Linked DNA regions of Capra hircus: region 1 is linked to region 2. Evidence: chromatin contacts called from public Hi-C data. All regions are on one chromosome and are shown on one strand. The core of a region is the stretch at or near the end of the contact, and the rest is flanking DNA. Distances in the headings are between cores, read along the strand shown.

Evidence for each region. A called contact is a pair of places that touch in the nucleus more often than the background predicts.
Region 1: a Hi-C map of blood shows a contact between it and region 2, with 8 times the contacts expected there. The contact joins two enhancer-like sites. A contact is called at or near these places in 2 of 5 Hi-C or Micro-C datasets (both in blood).

What each region holds. Positions count from the first base shown.
Region 1 is chr18:47,464,307-47,468,394 of ARS1.2, forward strand. No RefSeq gene overlaps it. Among named protein-coding and RNA genes, the nearest start is that of LRFN3, 6.5 kb to the right of the region's middle. Within about 2 kb of position 1,940, at least 4 of the 5 cell types and tissues checked have an H3K27ac peak or open chromatin away from gene starts, as enhancers often do.
Region 2 is chr18:47,422,461-47,426,363 of ARS1.2, forward strand. NFKBID (NF-kappa-B inhibitor delta) reads right to left here. Exons shown (of 12, transcript XM_013971186.2): 10 at 3,890-3,903; 11 at 3,431-3,595; 12 at 2,061-2,718. The coding sequence ends at 2,665. Among named protein-coding and RNA genes, the nearest start is that of NFKBID, 8.6 kb to the right of the region's middle. Within about 2 kb of position 1,916, at least 1 of the 5 cell types and tissues checked has an H3K27ac peak or open chromatin away from gene starts, as enhancers often do.

The sequences.
Region 1 (4,088 bases), core at 690-3,189, 42 kb after region 2:
CAGGGCCTGCTCTTTGTTGCAGAGCATGGGCTTCTCATCATCAAATTCTTTTTTTTTTTTTGGTACTCTTTGAAATCTCAGTGTGTATTTTATACATACAGCACACATCTCAATTAGGACTAGTTAAGCTCTCAAAAGGGCTTCCCAGGTGGCACTAGCAGTAAAGAACCTGCATCAGAGACACATAAGAGACATGGGTTCGAGCCCTAGGTCAAAAAGAGCCCCTGGAGGAGAGTATGGTAACCCACCCCAGTATTCTCGCCTGGAGAATCCCATGGGCAGAGGAACCTGGCGGGTCGCAAAGAGTTGAACACAACTGTAGTGACTTATTGTGTGTCCCGCATGCTCGCAGGCACAAGCTCTCAATAGCCACTTACTACAGGACCAGCGAGTTGAGGATGGAGGATTACTTCCTGAGTTTAGCAAGAAGGAAGAGCTTTAGCAATAGACCACATTTGTGAAACAGCCGGAGAGAGCTGGAAGGGAGAGCATGGACACACTTCCTGAAGTTTGGCCGTGCTTTTATAATGGATGGATTAGGGTGACAACACTCAGCCCCAACTGAATATTAACATCACACACAAAAAAGAAGCAACCGGGCATTATCACATGATAACTGATGGAAGAAGTGGAGTTGAGCTTGGTTGCTCAGTTATGTCCAACCCTTCGCAACCCAGTAGACTATAGCCTGCCAGGTTCTTCTGTCCATAAAATTATCTGGGCAAGAATACTGGAGTGGGTTGCCATTTCCTTCTCCATGGATCTTCCCAAACCAGGAATCGAACCCAGGTCTCCTGCATTGCAGGTGGATTCTTTACCATCTGAGCCACCAGGTAAGCCATGAAGTACACTTACCCCTAAATTGAATCTGAATCTGACCCAGCCTCTAGATTTACCAGTTTACACAGCACAGGTGGGACAGAACATATTAAAGGACACCAAGAAGCGCAACCTGCCAGATCAGACTGTGAAACAGATGAGAATAAGGGGGAACTGTCAGCAAATAAGCCTTAAAGAGGTGTCAACACAATGGAATACACTACCTTGTTTGGAGTCTGATTTGAACAAGCAAACAGAAGACATAAGATGATCAGGAAAATTTGGAGACGGGTTGGATATTAGATAATATTATGGAATTATTATTCATTTTCAGGTGTTATAAAAATATTGTTTTTAAAGAACCTTCTATTCTAGAGATACATACAGAAGTGTTTATGGATGAAATAATATGTCTGTGATTTGCTTTAAATGAATTCGCCTGGGGAGGGAAGCGGAAAAAATAAAACAAGATCATACGTTGATAATTACTGAAGAAAGGTGATGGGTAGCTGGAGGATCATTATACTTTTCTATTTTTGTGCTTGGTTGAGCATTACCATTAGGGGTCTGTGTGTTTTAAGGGGGTGTGCGCCTGTGAGGAAATGGTAAAAGAAAGGAAAGGATTTTATTTCTTCCTCTTAAGACTAGAGCGCCAAGAAAATACTAGGAACAGTGGAGATGCAGGAGAGCAGGAAGGCGGCGAGCAGGCTGCAGGGCACACAACGGGGGTGGGGGTGGAGCCAGGCGGTATTAAGCTCTTCCACGAGTCAGGACTACGTAGAAACCTGGGGTGCTGCAGTCCATGGGGTCGCAAAGAGTCGGACACGACTGAACAACAAGCCTCCACAGCTGCTTCAACTTCAGCTCCGGCGTCTGTGGCTATAGGGTCACCCGCTTCCTAATGCGCCCAGTAGGAGACACAGGCTGCCCGCGCCTGCGCAGCAATCCCTCCTCTAGGCGCCGGGCTGTCCCCACACCCCATGATGCCCCCGCGCCGGTCTAGAGGCTCGCTCTCTGAGGAGGGCGAGATCTCCGCCTACAGGTTTAAGCAAGGTGAGGCATAGTGTGTCGCATGGCCTTCTGGGAGATGCAGTTCGCATGCCAGGCCCAAGCTACCTCTTAATCAGCCCAAAGACTACGCGCCTCACAATGCACCGCGCGCAGCGGCTGGACGGTGTGTTGCTGCCCTCAAGTGGCGATTGAGCGGTGACGTCCAGACCTGGGAAGGGTGCTGAAAGGGATAGCGGCGGGGGCGGGACTGGGGACTCCCAGGTCCCTGGGAAGCCTTTCCAGAGGGTGAGGCCCTCAGACCTGGGCTTAGGAACGTGGTGAAGAGATTGGAGGTGGGGCCTGCTATGAAGAATTAAATGAAATCAGAATAACTGTTGCCTGTATATTATTAATGTTACAGCTACTACTTAAAAGAGTAAGCACTTAGGTGCCAGGCATTGCTCCCAGTGGTTTACTTGTATTAACTCGTTTAATCCTCCCAAAAGACATTTGGTGTTCTATCAGCCCCCTCTTTACAGGAATGGAATTTGAACCCGGACTGTCAGGCTTCAGAGTCTGTGCTCTTCTTCGCTATGAATTTGACACGCTCCGATCATTCTATTAAACTATCCCAAGGTTGTAATTAGCACACGAATCAACTCTAGATGGCCATTAGCAACGCAGACCTCTTTGAGCTGATGATTGTCAGCAGAAGTTCCTGCCTGTTTGTGATTTAGATCCTGCTCCAGGACAGAGTTTACAAATCAGCTTAGATTTATAATTAGCACATGAATCAGCCCAGGTTTGCTTTCACAGGGATAAGATTTCTGATTAGCACTTGAATCAGCAATGGTTTGCGTTAGAAGCTGGAATTACAGGTCTCTGATTAGCCCATGAGTCTGCACACAGAGATTCTATTCACACCTAGAAAGCCCTCCCCACCCCTTTTGATCCAGGTGACCTCCCCCCTGAAATGTTGCCCCCATCCTTTCCCTGAACCCTATCCCCTCTATCACCAACGGGCAGACAGACTTGATGATTTCCTTGCCCCTCCCTTCTCTCCCATGTTGTTCATAGTGAAATATCACAGCGACAAGCACAGGTTCAGAAATCATCTGTTCTCTTTCTGCCTGAGAAAGAGGAGATGCAATTCCAAAGCCTTAACTGTGTCTCATTCATGGGCATGTTCCCAGTATCGTCCTGGCACACAGTAACAGCTCAATAAATGCTTGGAGAAAGAGCATTAAACTCACCATTAAACTTTTGCAGTGATCTAAACATTTATCAAGTCAAGCCAGATTCTCTTCACTCTTAAAAGAGTCAAATTTGTGGTCACCCACCCCAAAAGCAGAGGACCAGGGTAGGTGGGTGGGAGGGTAGTCAGGGTGGGGCTGGGAACATCCTCTGGAGCAGGATTCGTTGTAGTGGATGGAAGAAGATTCCACAGCCCCCTGAAGTTGTGGATCTGGTTGTGGTTGATGTTGGGCCCATTAAATCCATACTCTGTATAACTGTGACTGGGTGGGGGAGGAGCTATCCAGCCTGGAAATATGTTCCCAGCCCCATTGCATCTCTCCAATAAAATATGGGCAAGAGGGAAGTTTGTGGAAGGTCATTTCTGGACCAAGGTTTTTAAAGAAACTCACCACCTTCTCCACCCTGTCTCCTCCCATTTACCAGGTGCGTGCATGCATGCTAAGTCACTTCAGTGCTGTCCAACTCTTTGAGACCCCATGGACTATAGCCACCTGGCTCCTCTGTTCCAGGCAAGAATACTAGAATGGGTTGCCATTTCTTTCTCCAGAGGATCTTCCTGACCCAAGGATGGAACCCACGTCTTCTGCATTGGCAGGCGGGTTCTTTACCACTAGTGCCACCTGGTGAAAGCAGATAATTCTGAGCCCCAGGAAATAACAGAGGTGCAAGATAAACAACTGGTTTGCTTATCAGCAGATGAAGGCTGGAGGAGAAGGGGATGAGAGAGGATGAGGTGGTTGGATGGCATCACCGACTCAATGGACAAGAGTCTGAGTAAACTCCGGGAGTTGGTGATGGACAGGGTGGCCTGGCGTGCTGCAGTCCATGGGGTCACAAATAGTCAGACACGACTGAGCAACTGAACAAACTAACTGACTGGAGGATAGCTGGCTACCTGTGGCAAGACACCTCTGGCAAGAAATAAGCTATTGTATGAAGTCACTGAAATTCAGGGGGTTATTTGTTACAGCAGTTGGCATTACATTCACTAATACACTGCCCCTTCCTTTCTGGTCCCCAGA
Region 2 (3,903 bases), core at 666-3,165:
GTTGAAGAACTAAGATCCCACATTCCTTGCAGTGTGGTCCAAAAAAGAACCCATGATGTTAGAAACACCATTCTGATCTGGTTTTAACATCAGGTCAGAAACCTATAACTAGCACTACAATCGGGAAAACCTGCCTTTATTTTCACAGCCAAGGGTGATTAACAGGCTAACACTGGGTAAGGAGCTCTGAGCAGGTGGGATAGAAAATGAAAGGCCATTTTGCTCAATATGCTCAGTGCATAATTCCTTAAGAATATTTGCATTTTAATGGATATACTTAAGAATAATTAGTTTAAAAACACAGTTTTATTGAAATTCCAGCAGGAAAAATAACTTTACTATTGCTTATTTGATGCTCTTGTGTCCCTAAGCCACTCTTATTTTCCCATTGAAAGCAATTTAATTCTTCTTTTACTAAAGCAGTTTTCTTAGAGATATGTTGGGCTTCCCAGGTGGCTCAGTGGTAAAGAATCTGCCTGCCAATGCAGGAGACTCAAGAGAGGTGGGTTCAATCCTTGGGTCAGAAAGATTCCCTAGAGAAGAAAATGGCAACCCACTCCAGTATCCTTGCCTGGAAAATTCCATGGATGGAGGAACCTGGTGGGCCAGAGTCCATAGGGTCACAGAGTCGGACACAACAGAGCACACACACACACACATACAGACATGTTATCATTAGCGGTGTCTGTGTGTGAATGTGTGTTTTGAAACATGTTGGGATACATATATGTCAACAGAATCTAAGATACTATCAAAAATAAATATCATTATTTTGTGTACCACAAAGGAAAAATATGCTGACATTAAACTAGGTCACATAATTGACTGTCAGATGAATTCCTGTTAAGTTCTCCTTAGAATTGATGAAATATGACATATTTCTATGAATTTTTCATGGGTGAGCTGCCAGTATGTGAGTACACACAGAGGCGCTGACGTGCTGGTCCCAAGCAGCTGATCTAGGAGGCTTGCGCTGGCACCGCCAATGACCCCACCTCCGTCTTCTTGTCCTTGGGTAGTACCCTCCTCCCCACAGATTCTGGGCTTGGCCACATGACGGACTTTGAGCAGTGTGGTGTCTGCAAGCATGGTGTGAGCAGGGGCTTGTTCTCTTGGAGCTACCATGTGAAGGGATCCTCCTACCCTCCTGGAGGGACCAGAGAGATGCTTGGTTCACTCTCAGGGGTTTCAGCCATCTTGCCCGAACTCTGAGATATGAGTGCCATTGCCCAGCCCAAGCAGGCCTCCAGCTGACTGCAGCCACACGAGTGACCAAAGCAAGATAGCAGAACTGCCCAGCTCAGCCCAGCCCAGCCTGCAAAATCATGGCCATAAAAACCGGTGGTTGTTTTAAGCCTTAGGTCTTGGGGTAGAGACACTGGCCCGCACCCTCAAATGTGCTTGGTTTGCTGTCTGTGAGAGGCTCCAAGCAGTGGAGGCTAACGTGGGTCAGAGGGCTTTCTGGAGGGATGAGATTGGAATGGAGGCCAGAGCAGAGGCTGTGGGGCAGATATGAGAAGAGGCATTGTGGACCAGGCCTTCTGTCTTTAGTTAAGGTTTCTCCAGAAGCAGAGGCTGAGGCAAGGATTTGAGGACATGATTACCTGAAAGGGGTGGAAAATACTGGTGGGGGAAGCAGGAAGTGACACAGAAAAGGGAAAAAGCTGCCACAAAAGGGCATGTTAGCAAGCCAGAACCACTGAGTAGAGAACTGGAGGTTCATCCCATCAGGGAACTTTGAGAGCCCGTGTAGAACACATAGTCATCCCCACTGATGCGGTGGGCCTGGAGCATTTTCATACCACCTCCCTTCAGTCACTGGTTGAGGGCTACTGGAGTGGGAAGACGCAAAGCGGGCACCAGCGGTCTGAGAAGGCCCACAGGCAAAGACTAGCGTGCTGGCCCTGGCCGTCAGACCAAGCATTGAGCGGGGAGGGTGACAGGATGTGGACTTGGCCCCCCCACGGTGTCTGCTACAACAGCCCACCCAGACACACTCACCCAGACACAGCTCCTCAGTCGCTTCCCTGCACCAATGATGAGTGATTAGAGAGGAATAGTTCCAGTCCAGGTTGAGTTTAATCGGGAGTTTCAGAGAGGGGAGGGGATTCACTGGAAATACCGATGTCTGGGACAGGGGCCTGGTTGAGTGCTGACTTAAAAAGACCTAGGGGACCCTAACTTAGGAGAGTCCTTCCTGTCTCAGGGTTATGGACCTGAAGGGGTTGGGTCCCGGGGAGGTCACTGGTTCATCTTGGAGCTCTACTGGGATGGTACGAGAAGCTGTTTCGGGGGGTACTCCAAGTAACACGTAAGGGAGTTATATCTGGGGTTCCAGATGTAAAGAGCTGAGCTAGCAGAGGGGACCCCGAAAGATCCTGCTGGGGAAAGGGTGGGGCTATCTAGGATGTTTCACAGAAACAATCAAGGGGCCTCGATTTCACAGAAATCATCAAGGGGGCTCCTTGTGGGTGGGAGAGGGGTATCATACCGCCCCAAATATTGGGGACTGTTTACTCCCTAGCAGCCATTTTGGGGTTTTAATGTAAGACCCCAAAGGCTGGACATTGTCCACATAATCACGGATTTGCAACATTAGCATACGCTGGTTGTCCCACAGGACGGTGGGGACTGGAAAATCAGTCCAGGTTCTGGGTTTGCGTCCTAAGAGGACAGGCCTGGGGGTGCCACTCGGCTCCTCTTCAATAGCTGCCGGAGCTGTGGACAAAACAAGACGGGGAAGAAGTTTGAGAGGCTGCAGGGAGAGATGGGGCAGGCGCACCCTGTGAAGTTGGGGGTTAGAAAGAAGTGAGTCGAATCAGATGGATTTGAAGGTTAAATGCGTGGGAATGGGGGTGAAGCCTCGTGCACACAATGAATCAAGGCTCCTGAGCAAAGGTGTTGCTGGTTGGGAGTTCCCACCTTGTGATTAGCATTGAGGACTGGGAGTCCAAGGGGAGAAGCTAGGAGTCAGTCACATTTGAGGGTCAGAAGTCCCACTCTGAGGTCAGGACTAAAAGTCAGGGGGCTGGAGGTTATCCTGGGGATCAAAGGTCACACCTTAAGATCAAGATTCAGGGTTAAAAGTAGAGGTCATACTCTGAGGTCAGGGTTTAAATAGAGATCAGGTGGAGTCACCTTATCAGGCAGGGGAGCAGACACTGAGGTCCACGGTCACTTTTGTTTTCTGGCTGTGCTGCACGGCATGTGGGATCTTAGTTTCCAGACCAGGAATCAAACCCAAGCCCCTTGCAGCGGAAGTGGGAAGTCTTAACCACTGGACTGCCAGGGAAGTCTCTCAAGGTCACATTTTGAAGTTGGGGTTGGAGAAGGGTCAAGGTCACCTTCTGAGACCACAAGTCACCCTCTAAAGTCAGGAATGGATGGGGTCAGAGGTTCACCCTGCAGTAAGGGCTGGCTCAGCACTCACCCCCTCGGGGCCCGGCCCAGGCCGTAGCAGGTGGACAGGCTGCTCGTTCTCCAGGTTGCGCAGTGTTGGATCCGCTCCAGCTGCCAGCAGGCGCCGCACAATGGCCTCCTGGGCCGGCCCAGGGGGCAGGGCGGCTGCCATGTGGAGGGCGGTGTTCCCATGGGCCTGGAGACAGTGAGGGGAGGACCGCTAAGGATGCAGACTCAGCTGGCCAGGGCTCTCGACCTCACACTCTCTATATTGCCACGTTCACGTCCCACATGTCCCCTCTCACGTCCCAGAGCCCTGCTCCACACCACATTCCATACAGCCCTGTCTATGCCCAACACGTGCCTCGGGTCTAGGTCCACATCCTATACATCGTCCCCTCCACAGCCACAGCCCACAGGACCCCCAGCACCCAGCTGCCCATCTCTGCCACATCTCACCCAATCTGCACATTCCAGCCCAGGCCCCTACCTTCATGTTGACAA